Regions from separate parts of the Mus musculus genome. Here region 1 is linked to region 2. Evidence: chromatin contacts called from public promoter capture Hi-C data. All regions are on one chromosome and are shown on one strand. The core of a region is the stretch at or near the end of the contact, and the rest is flanking DNA. Distances in the headings are between cores, read along the strand shown.

Region 1 (5,580 bases), core at 1,604-4,103, 110 kb after region 2:
ATGAGTCTTACCATGCCCAACTCTGTGTAGATGCTGGGGATTCAATCTCAGGTCCTCAGGCTTGTACAACAACCACTGTATCCACTGACTCATCTCTCTAGCCCCTTCCCATGCTTTAGCTGTGTTGCTGAGAGTAGATGTTTTAATAAGGTTCAACAGATTTCTTTCATAGATTTTCCTTTTACTGTTTCTATCTTAAAAGTTCATTGCCGTACCCAATGTCAGCGTGCTATCCTCTTTTGAGGGGGGCAGGAAGGCTAAGGTGTTATACTTTAGATTTAGGTCTGCAGTTATTTCAAGTTTGGGAAAAGGTTTATAATCTTTGTCTTCATTGATATTTCTGCTTCCAGACGTTCAGTCCCTTTAGGGTCCTTTGTTTAAAAGACTGTGCGTTCTGTGTAGATTTGCCTTTGTGCCTTTAAGAGATGAACTGAGGTTGCTCGGATGGAGTTCAGTGTGAAGAGTGCTGGCTTAGCATGCGCAAAACCCTGCATTCCATCCCCAGCACTACATAAGTCAAGTATAATTAAACACACCTATAAGACCAGGATTTAGAAGGTGGAGGCAGGAGGATCAGGAGTTCAAGACCACCCTCAACTATATAAGTTCAAGGTTAGCCAGGGATCCATGGGATGATGTTTGGGTCTGTTTCTGGGTTCTCTGTTCCGTGTCATTAAGCTGTTATCAATGGCATCCTGTTTTGACTACGATAACTTTACTGGTGTCTTGAAGTCTATAGCCAGTCTCTGTACTGCCTTTGCATGTGAGCCTCAGGATCAGTCTGTCAGTGACAAGGAAACAGCTCCCTATGGCTGTGACTGAGAGATTTATATTGCCCACATCTTGATCCTCTGCATATTTAGTTTGGTTTCTCCCAAGTGTTACATTTATGCTACTGGAATGGCACTACATTTAGTTTAAAATTCCAGTTGTTCTTTCCAGTATGTGGGAGGACGGTCAGCTTGTGCAGTGATAATGGCACTCCCTGCAGCCTAGTGACACTCCCTCTGTCTCCTCCATTGGAGGCGTTCTGCTCTTTCTTTCTCTATGACTAAGCCCAAGGCCCTAACACTCTGGCCCATCCACATCTCTGCCACTCCCTTGTTTCTCTTCCTTGAGTATGTCCTAATGTTCAGACATCATCACTACTGTCTCACCCCCTACCCTGTTTCCCCAAACCTCCCTATTTTCACACATAAGTGCTTTGGGGTAATGACAATGTAGGCGTTTCAAAGTCCTATTCAAATGTCCCTTTTGCTAGGAACCCTTCCACTTCCCTGTGTTCAGCTTCAAAATCAGCCTCATTCCACACAAGTTCCTCCGGTTCCCATCTGGCACCTAGAGTGGAACACACTAGTCCCATGGTTCCCCTGGGCCTGTCTTCTCCACTCCTGGGAGCCGAGTGAGGCATGTCTCCAGGCTCTAGAGGAGGCATTCAGTGGTGCTTCTCAGTTGAGTGAATATAATTAGGGATCCTGCACAGGGAGCCTCAAACTCATTATGTATGGACTTGAACTTAGGATCCTCTTGCCTCCCCTCCACAGTGCTGGAGTTGCTGTGTGCACCCGTCCCTGGAGATGGAACCCAGGGCTTCAAGTGTGCCAGCCCAGCCCCACCCACCAGCCCAGCTCCACCCACAACCCTCTTTCACCTTTAGAAAACTTTTTCCATTCTTTTTTCCATACTTGTTTCTCTCCTGGGGTTCTTGGGGTTCCCAGGCATAGAAGTTTAGGGTTCACCAAGTCCTGTGGCTATCCTGTTCTTTCTGGGGAGAAAGAGGAGATTAAGTTACTATCAAGTACAGACCTATGCTATCCACGTAATCCTTATCCCCATGCACTAACTGGGTAGACTGTCCCTGGTCCATCTGCTCTTCCAGCTTACATAGTAAGGGGTGGTTTCCGGGGCAGCAGCTCACCAGTATCAACAACGTCCTCCCCCTCTTTTCCTTCCTTCTTGACAACTTCAGCATGTTAGCTTCTTCGGGCAGACTTACCTCTTGGCTATAAAAGAACCATAGCAAAGTTATACATAAAAGCCCAATACAATGCTGGAGAGAAGAAAGGAAAAAGACTTACCTTCCATGGGACTCTTTCTTAAATGGGGGGAGATTATTCCTAGAAACTCCTAGAACTATTTCCACTCAAAGCTCTGACTAGAGTTGTATCATATGGCCCCCGAGGCAAGGGTGGGGAGCATCATTACTGACTTGAAGCAATCAGGATCTCACTCTAGACCCAGGAGGGCAGGTGGATCCTAGATGAAAATGGGGGTTCTTTCAAAAGGATAAACACGGGAGGAAAACAGACGAACGGCTTCAGCTCTAACTGCAGGAAGCCACATCAGGTCCTCCGGCTAATAAAACCAGAGCAGGATTCGAATCCACCTCTTCAAGTCCCCAAGCCTGCCTCTGCTGGATGTGGACCTCATTTCAGATGGCATTTTCTAGAAAATAAAATGAGATGAAGAAACCCCTTTTCTTGGAGTGAACTAAGGCAATCTCTGCGCCTTCGAAGCCGGCTCTTCCGCTAGCCGTTTAGGGCTTTTATTAAGTTATGACTAATGGCGGGTGAGCAGCTAGAGACTGCACCCTCGGGCCGGGAGCTTCAACCCATTCTCTAGAGTAAACAACATCTTCAGATTCTGCGCCGCCGAGAAAATTCAATCGCGGCCCTTTGTCTTTCCCAGCTCAGGGCCTGGCAAGCAGGCTGCTGCTGGGCCCTGCTCGGGTTGAATAGAAAGGAACCTTCCAAAGCAGGGCGGGCTGTTTTGGGAAAGTGGCTGCTAATGGGGCCTCGTGGGGCGGGGGCCAGGCGCAGACTGAGCAGTTTGCATATTGGCTTTTCCAAACAACTGGCTCTGAGTCAGCGGTTAATGGAACGGGAATGGGGTTCCTGCCCAATGGTTTCTTCCAAACACCCATTTCCAATTGTAAGCATATCTCAGCCTTTCTTCTGGGGCTTGTTATGTCTCTGTGAGTGAATTGAAGAGGCAGGCCAGAGGGCGGGGTTCTGACTGTAGCTGTGTTCATCTGCAAACATTCTGAACAATGCTCTCGGAGGGGAGACCTCATTCAGACCCACCTTTAAGAGTCCCGGCTGGGAATATCATCTTTCTAGTCAGATGGAGATATTTTAAGACCACTGTGTTTATTCTCTGGCTCTAGCTACATTTGGGGCAGAAGTGGATTTTCTTCCTTCACAAAATGCGGACTGGTCAGGAATAGTGTAATCTTGTAATCTCAGCACCCAGAAAGCCAAGGCAAAAGGACTGCTGCAGGTTTGAGGCCATCATGTGCAACATAGTGAATCTGGGAGCAGCCTGGGCTACCTGGCAAGACTCTGTCTCAAAAGAACAAAACAAACGCTACAAATTCTATCTCAGAAATGCACAATAGTGCACGCAGAGTCGGGCTAAAGTTCAGACTAAAGGGTAAATGACTCTTGGCCCAACACTCTCCCACGACCCCACCCTCACCCCCACCCCCACCCCAACAACATGAAGGCCTTTTTAAAACTCCTTGGGTAAATTCTGCATCTGCATCTAGCCTGTTCCCTAAACAGTGATCTTTGCAGTCTGAGTTACTTAATCAATACATACTCGCCAGGTACAGAGTATTAGAGGTATCATCTTAAATAGTAGCAGCAGCTCATATATCCATGGTTCTTTCCAGGGACCAGGAACTCATTTTATCTTCTCAAGAGATCTAAGAAGTTGGCAATATTATTTTTACTCCCATCATGTAGATGAGGAAACTGAGGCACAGGAAATTAATGGGTTTGTCCAAGGTCACATAGCAGAGAAAGTGGTAGAGCCTGAGTTTGAATCTAGGCATCTAGTTCCTAAGCACGTGCTATCTGACCTCTTTGGGAATCTGATAGTAAACAGAGGACAAAGTGTCCCCTGGCTAGAGTGAGGCTCAGTTGGAAGAGTGCTTCCTAGCATGCACAAAGCCCTGGGTTCAGTTCCTAGCACCACATTACCACAGAGCTGATTATACATGCTTCTGATCCCAGCACCACGAGGTAAAGGCCAAAGTTCAAGGTCACTTTGCCTGCTGCTATGTGAAAAACTTTTCCTGGGGAGGCATAATACCCACATCTACTCATCCCAGATAGGAAACCCATGACAGACCAAAGTACAGATATCACCAAAACAGAGTTTGGCGAACCACTGGGTTTTATTGGGGCCATCTACAGGAATATGGCTGAAGGGTTACTTATAGGACGAGAAGTGACTCAAAGATAGCTGTACTACTGAAGCCCACCCCAGTGTGGGTGACAGCTCACAAAGTTGGAAATCGGAAGCACACTGCACAGCCTGCAGGCCGCTCAACAGGTTGTAAAATGCCTCAGTTGGTCTATACCTCTTCCGGGCAGCTGGTCTGGTCTCAGAGCCTTCTTTTATTTTATTTTTTCCAATTTTTATTAGGTATTTAGCTCATTTACATTTCCAATGCTATACCAAAAGTCCCCCATACCCACCCACCCCCACTCCCCTGCCCACCCACTCCCCCTTTTTGGCCCTGGTGTTCCCCTGTACTAGGGCATATAAAGTTTGCAAGTCCAGTGGGCCTCTCTTTCCAGTGATGGCCGACTAGGCCATCTTTTGATACATATGCAGCTAGAGTCAAGAGCTCCGGGGTACTGGTTAGTTCATAATGTTGTTCCACCTATAGGGTTGCAGATCCCTTTAGCTCCTTGGCTACTTTCTCTAGCTCCTCCGTTGGGAGCCCTGTGATCCATCCATTAGCTGACTGTGAGCATCCACTTCTGTGTTTGCTAGGCCCCGGCATAGTCTCACAAGAGACAGCTACATCTGGGTCCTTTCAATAAAATCTTGCTAGTGTATGCAATGGTGTCAGCGTTTGGATGCTGATTATGGGGTGGATCCCTGGATATGGCAGTCTCTACATGGTCCATCCTTTCATCTCAGCTCCACACTTTGTCTCTGTAACTCCTTCCATGGGTGTTTTGTTCCCAATTCTAAGGAGGGGCATAGTGTCCACACTTCAGTCTTCATTCTTCTTGAGTTTCATGTGTTTAGCAAATTGTATCTTATATCTTGGGTATCCTAGGTTTGGGGCTAATATCCACTTATCAGTGAGTACATATTGTGTGAGTTTCTTTGTGAATGTGTTACCTCACTCAGGATGATGCCCTCCAGGTCCATCCATTTGGCTAGGAATTTCATAAATTCATTCTTTTTAATAGCTGAGTAGTACTCCATTGTGTAGATGTACCACATTTTCTGTATCCATTCCTCTGTTGAGGGGCATCTGGGTTCTTTCCAGCTTCTGGCTATTATAAATAAGGCTACTATGAACATAGTGGAGCATGTGTCCTTCTTACCCGTTGGGGCATCTTCTGGATATATGCCCAGGAGAGGTATTGCTGGATCCTCTGGTAGTACTATGTCCAATTTTCTGAGGAACCGCCAGACTGATTTCCAGAGTGGTTGTACAAGCCTGCAATCCCACCAACAATGGAGGAGTGTTCCTCTTTCTCCACATCCACGCCAGCATCTGCTGTCACCTGAATTTTTGATCTTAGCCATTCTGACTGGTGTGAGGTGGAATCT
Region 2 (5,231 bases), core at 819-3,318:
GTTAGACTTTGCTTGTCACATATGGGTTAGACCACACAGTGGTAGACAGTTCCCAGAAGGCTGTAGGAGCAGTAACTCCTCAAATGGAAGCACAGCAGACCTAGCAGGAACTTCATGTGGGAATGGAAAGGGATACAAGATTTCATGAGTTCTCCATGTCGAGACCATCATGTGGTCTTGTTTTGAGACAGTCTCACTAGGTATATAGCTGACTATGACATTAAACCCCTTCTGTCTTCACTTCCAAGTGCTGGCATTATGGATGTGTCAAAGCACCTCTGACCCACATGGCCTCTTGAGAAAATGTCTTTATTCATTTCTGGATGCCTGGAGTGTCACACGTGACACATAACACACACACACACCAGATACTGCCCTATATCCCCATGTCCCTCCTAGTGTATTTTATGTTGCTTAGTTTTGGTCTACCAGGCACAAGCTAGAGACATCTGAGAAGAAGAGACCACAATTGAGAAATGCCCCCTATCAGCTTGGCCTATTGGCAAGTCCGAGAGGCATCTTCTTGATTAATGATTGCTATGGAAGGGCCCAGCTCACTATGCATGGTGCCACCCCTGGGCAGGTGGTCCTGTGTTGTATAATAAAGCAAACTGAGGAATCCAGGAGAGGCAAGGCAGTAAGCAGTATTTCTCCATGGTCTCTGCTTCCGATTTCTGCCTCCAGACTCCTGCCTTGACTTCCCTCCGTGATGGACTGCTACCTTACAGGTAAAATAAACCCTCTCCTCTCTAGGTTGCTTCCGGTTCTGGGATTTATCAGAACAATAGGAAGGAAGTTAAGACACACATTCTCATCACCAACATGCATGTCACTCATCAACACGTGCCTCTGGCTGAGAACAGACACTGCTGCCTAGCTGGGCACTAGATCACAACCTAGTGCCCAACTGCTGGACCGATTTCTCCAGCTCAGTTCAAAATCTTGCTCCCTCTGAGTCAGAGGTTCAGTCAGATTCCATCAGTGTGTGTAGTGTACATGTGGAAAGCCCTCCTCAGAGCAAGACAGCCACCATCTTCATCTAAGCAGATGTGAGAACTTGCGACCTCCCTTCCCACTCGACTCCTGACCTAGAGACCGACCCTGTTTATTGATGTTCCCTTATAGAAGGATGGAGCAGGGACAGTCACTGAATTTTCATCTCAATTCTGGCCACTCCCTCTTGTAACCCTACTAGGTCATTCTGTCCTAATTCCACGTGGTCACTGGAGGTGTTAGAGTAGTAGTCTGTTGAAGATTAGCTGAAGGGGATTCCATTTAGACAGTTAGGGGAAGTCATCCGCCCTGGGGTAGAAATTTGCAGTAGTGCAGCTGCTTTGGGGCCCGCCCACATTCCTGTAGGTGACTCCTTCCCCAGGCTCTGTAAGTCTGATAAACTCATTGGATCCCAAGCTTGATTTCAGGGAAAAGGTAATTTGGTGGTGGTGCTCTGGGAAGGAGACATAGATATTTGTTTATGCCCCATCACGGAAAGAGCTGTGGAAACAGTTATGTAACTCTTCCCGCTGGTGTATGACCAAGGTATCCTGAAAGAATGGGAAAGAGATGGTCAAGCCACAACTTAGGACGAAGAAGCACAGTAAAAGTACGCAGGACTCCTAAACATCTCCAGCATGAATCTTTAAAACTGCCTGGTGTGACTCCAGCGTCAGGTCAAGAGAGTCTGGAACTAATTCTATTGCTCTTGGCTAGATAGATGAGCGTCTGCCGTCGTGGACTTCCAGCTTTGTTTGAGTGTGGACAGGAGAAGGTGGAAGTCCGCAGATTCATGCAGAAGTTGAACGGGAAGTCTGTTGGGACCAGAGCCCATTTTAGATCCTTGACTTCTTTGTGAGACAAAAGTACTAACAGTATAGGAACCCATCCATGCAGGAGGTAGAGCAAGAGACCGCAGCAGCTGGGAAATAGGGTCACAGGGCTGATTCCCTGCGGATTCTGACGCGTGTGTGTGTGTGTGTGTGTGTGTGTGTGTGTGTGTGTGTGTGTATGCAAAGCAGAGAAGTGAAGGCTTCCAAGCTCCAGATAAGACCTCACGTCCCCCTAGCATGCACTTGCCCCTGCGTCTATAGCCCCCAGCAAGCGGCAAGCCAGGGCATCCTCGTAGCCAGGGCAGCCCTGGGCACGGGGGCCCCAGGCGCAGCAGCTCCTCGCAGGGCGGAGGGCGGCGCGAGGGAGGGAGCGAGGGACGGGAAAGGCGAGCGAGCTGCCTCAAATGCCTGGAATAATTCCGCTTCCGTTTGGAAAGCCGCAGCCTCAGTCCCGCCGCCGCCCGCCGCGGCCGCCCAGCTCCAGCTCCGCGTCCAGCCGCCATGGCCACATCCCCACAGAAGTCGCCCTTGGTCCCCAAATCACCCACTCCCAAGTCGCCTCCGTCCCGCAAGAAGGATGACTCGTTCTTGGGGAAACTCGGAGGGACGCTGGCCCGGAGGAAGAAAGCCAAAGAAGGTAGGAACAGCCGAGGCCGTGGGCGCTGCAGGGATCGGGAGCCTGGAAGTGGGAGACCCCCCTGGCAGTGCCTGGGCGCGCCTCTCAGTGTCCCCATGTCGCCTCCAAAGCCCTAACCGGGTCGGTGTCATCTCTGGTCCACAGGCGGAGCCCAGGCTTTGGGTGGCTGTTGTCCCAGAGCCCAGGCCCAGCCGGTCCCCTGTGCTCTCCCCTAGGCCGCTGTCCCCGCCCTCTGCGCGCCCGAGGACTGGCATTTGCCAAGTTTCTGCTGGAAAGTTTTCTCGGGCGCCGTCATTCCCCGCTCTCAGCCTTCATTGGTCTGTTGCGCCGTCGTTTCCTGGGCGCCTTCAGGTCTTTTGCTGCAGCTGCAATGGCCTCCTTGGATCTCTCGCGGGCTCCCTGGACTTGTGTGGACTTTGATGATCTGTATAAAATGTTAGTTGACTGACTGAGAGAAGAACGTGCCGAAGTTGGGGGGGGGGGGATTGAGGAATGGTGAGATAAACTCACTACACCTAAGGACTGTGACCCTGCTGTGAACCTGGACATTCCATTCCAAGTTTTATTTAAAGAAAAAGAAAAGATTTCTTTTTCCCACCACAGTGAATTGCAGCAATCTCATTTTTTGTTTCCAGAATAGTTTCTGTGGAAAGTACTTTTTCCCCCGTAGGCAGAATTTACAACTCACATTTGGGCGTAGGAAATGCAGTGATGATTCTAAAAATCAATGTGGCGATAGGTGTGTGAATAAAAAGGGGTTTAAAATGTTTTCCTCTTTGGCATGGCTGGGATTGGATTTAGAGGGCCTTAGGTCTACTGCGTGAGCACCGCGGTCTTATTCTTTCTCTTTTGAGACTCTTTAGCCTTGTGCTTAGTCTTGTGTAGCCCAGGCAGAACTTTGTGGTCCTCCTGCCTCGGCTTCCAAAGTATTTGGGATTACAGGCCTGCCCAGCTTGGTGTTAATTGATTGTTCTTTTCTGTGGTACTGGGGGTTGATCTTAGGGACTCTGATGTTAAGCAAGTGTTTTACCGACACGGTGTTTCTAGCCCAAGTCTCCAGATCATTTCAGGAGTTTACTTTAGTAGGTCTGAGGTGATGAACTAGGAAATGTCTCATGTTCTTAGTCTCCTGAAGTATGGAAAGCACTTTGGTGTTTAATTAGCAAACTCAGTGCATGAGCTAAGTGTCTGTTGTCTAGATTGTGGCATGAATCTAAAAATCACCTCACCCCCAAGTGGTTGTTGTACCTAGTCCCCCCTTATTTCTAACAGAATGACTCCAGGATGCTCATCGAATGGCCAATACTATGAGCTCTTCTGAGCCTGATATAGTGTGCTTTTCCCTGGACATGTATATGGTAAAGTTTAACCTGTATGTTAGGCACAGTAAGAGGTTAACATGGCTGAGATGGCTAAGTGGGTAAAGGCACGTGCCACTCCAGACTGGGGATTTAGATCCTATGTAAGGTAGAAGAAAAGAGCTGACTCCACAAAGTTGACCTCTGACCTGTGCCAGAATACCCACATACATGCATCATGCACACACAATAATGGTAATAATAACAACAGATAGTACTTAGTATTACAGGCATTGCAGTGCTGAGACAGTCAGGCTGATACTTGAGCCAATAACAAAGATGGCTACTAAGTTACCAAGGCTGCGTATACAATGTGTATCCATAGGATTCCTATCCCAGGAATGAAGGAAGGTTTGGAGTGAAGCAAAATCTCATCATGCTAATCAGAATGGTGTGCAACTTAGGAATTATTTCTGAAATTTTTTTCATTCAGTATTTTGCAACCACAGTTGGCCATAGGTCTCTGATACCACAGACGCAAAAATAGTGGGCAGGTGTGCTGGTAAACCATTAATTGTTGTAGTGTGGGCAAATGATCATGAGATCCTAGCTTGGAAGTCCTTTTTCTAGCTTGTGTTTCTGGTATGGGCTCATCCATCTGACAGATGGCAGTTTAGAATTACTGAAGCTCATAACTGGCCTGCAGTGCCCATCCCACTGCTAGCACCTTTGAGAAACGTTTTTATTGGTCCAAAGTTTACCAGTGTGTGTCCACTACTTTCTTGGAGTCTGATGTGACGTTGACCTGTTATTAGACGCGTTCTCACGACCGGCCAGGAAAGACGCAACAAACCAGAATCTTCTGCGGCAAAACTTTATTGCTTACATCTTCAGGAGCAGGAGTGTAAGAAGCAAGAGAGAGAGAAAACGAAACCCGTCCCTCTTTTAGGAGAGTTATATTTCGCCTAGGACGTGTCACTCCCTGATTGGCTGCAGCCCATCGGCCGAGTTGACGTCACGGGGAAGGCAGAGCACATGGAGTGGAGAACCACCCTCGGCATATGCGCAGATTATTTGTTTACCACTTAGAACACAGCTGTCAGCGCCATCTTGTAACGGCGAATGTGGGCGCGGCTCCCAACATCTCCCCCTTTCCTTTTAATAAGAGCAAATAGGCCACCCATATTAATGAGAGTGGAGATAGAGGTCAAATCCCCAGTGTGTAGGTAAAGGAGCCATGTACAGGATTAGCTCTTAGGCTCACAGGCTTTTACCCAGAGCAACCCTGACCTGCTCCCGTGTCGTTTTGCCTGGGGGAAGGGAACTAGGACACTGAACCTTCATGAAAGATGACATGTCTCCCTAGAATAGGCTCATATATGCCGCAGAGCCTTTCCATTGCAGTGCTTAGCCGTGCAACTCTCTCGGGCTGCTGAAGCACACTCACTCTATCCCGTGCAATGAGTCTAG

Evidence for each region. Capture Hi-C pulls out chosen DNA fragments and counts their contacts.
Region 1: a promoter capture Hi-C map of adipose tissue shows a contact between it and region 2. The contact joins the promoter of Parvaos here to the promoter of Parva in region 2. A contact is called at or near these places in 2 of 39 promoter capture datasets (liver and second pharyngeal arch cranial neural crest), 4 of 484 Hi-C or Micro-C datasets (liver, uterus and ventricular fibroblasts), 4 of 115 datasets of contacts at active chromatin or transcription factors (cardiomyocytes, fibro-adipogenic progenitors, heart atrium and 1 more) and 1 of 9 other capture datasets (adipose tissue).

The regions. Positions count from the first base shown.
Region 1 is chr7:112,532,830-112,538,409 of GRCm38.p6, forward strand. Parvaos (parvin, alpha, opposite strand) reads right to left here and starts at 2,854. Exons shown (of 5, transcript NR_154467.1): 1 at 2,079-2,854; 2 at 1,919-2,003; 3 at 1,652-1,765. All of the region lies in intron 1 of Parva (parvin, alpha), which reads left to right.
Region 2 is chr7:112,425,638-112,430,868 of GRCm38.p6, forward strand. It overlaps Parva (parvin, alpha), which reads left to right and starts at 2,069. Exons shown (of 13, transcript NM_020606.5): 1 at 2,069-2,463. The coding sequence starts at 2,328.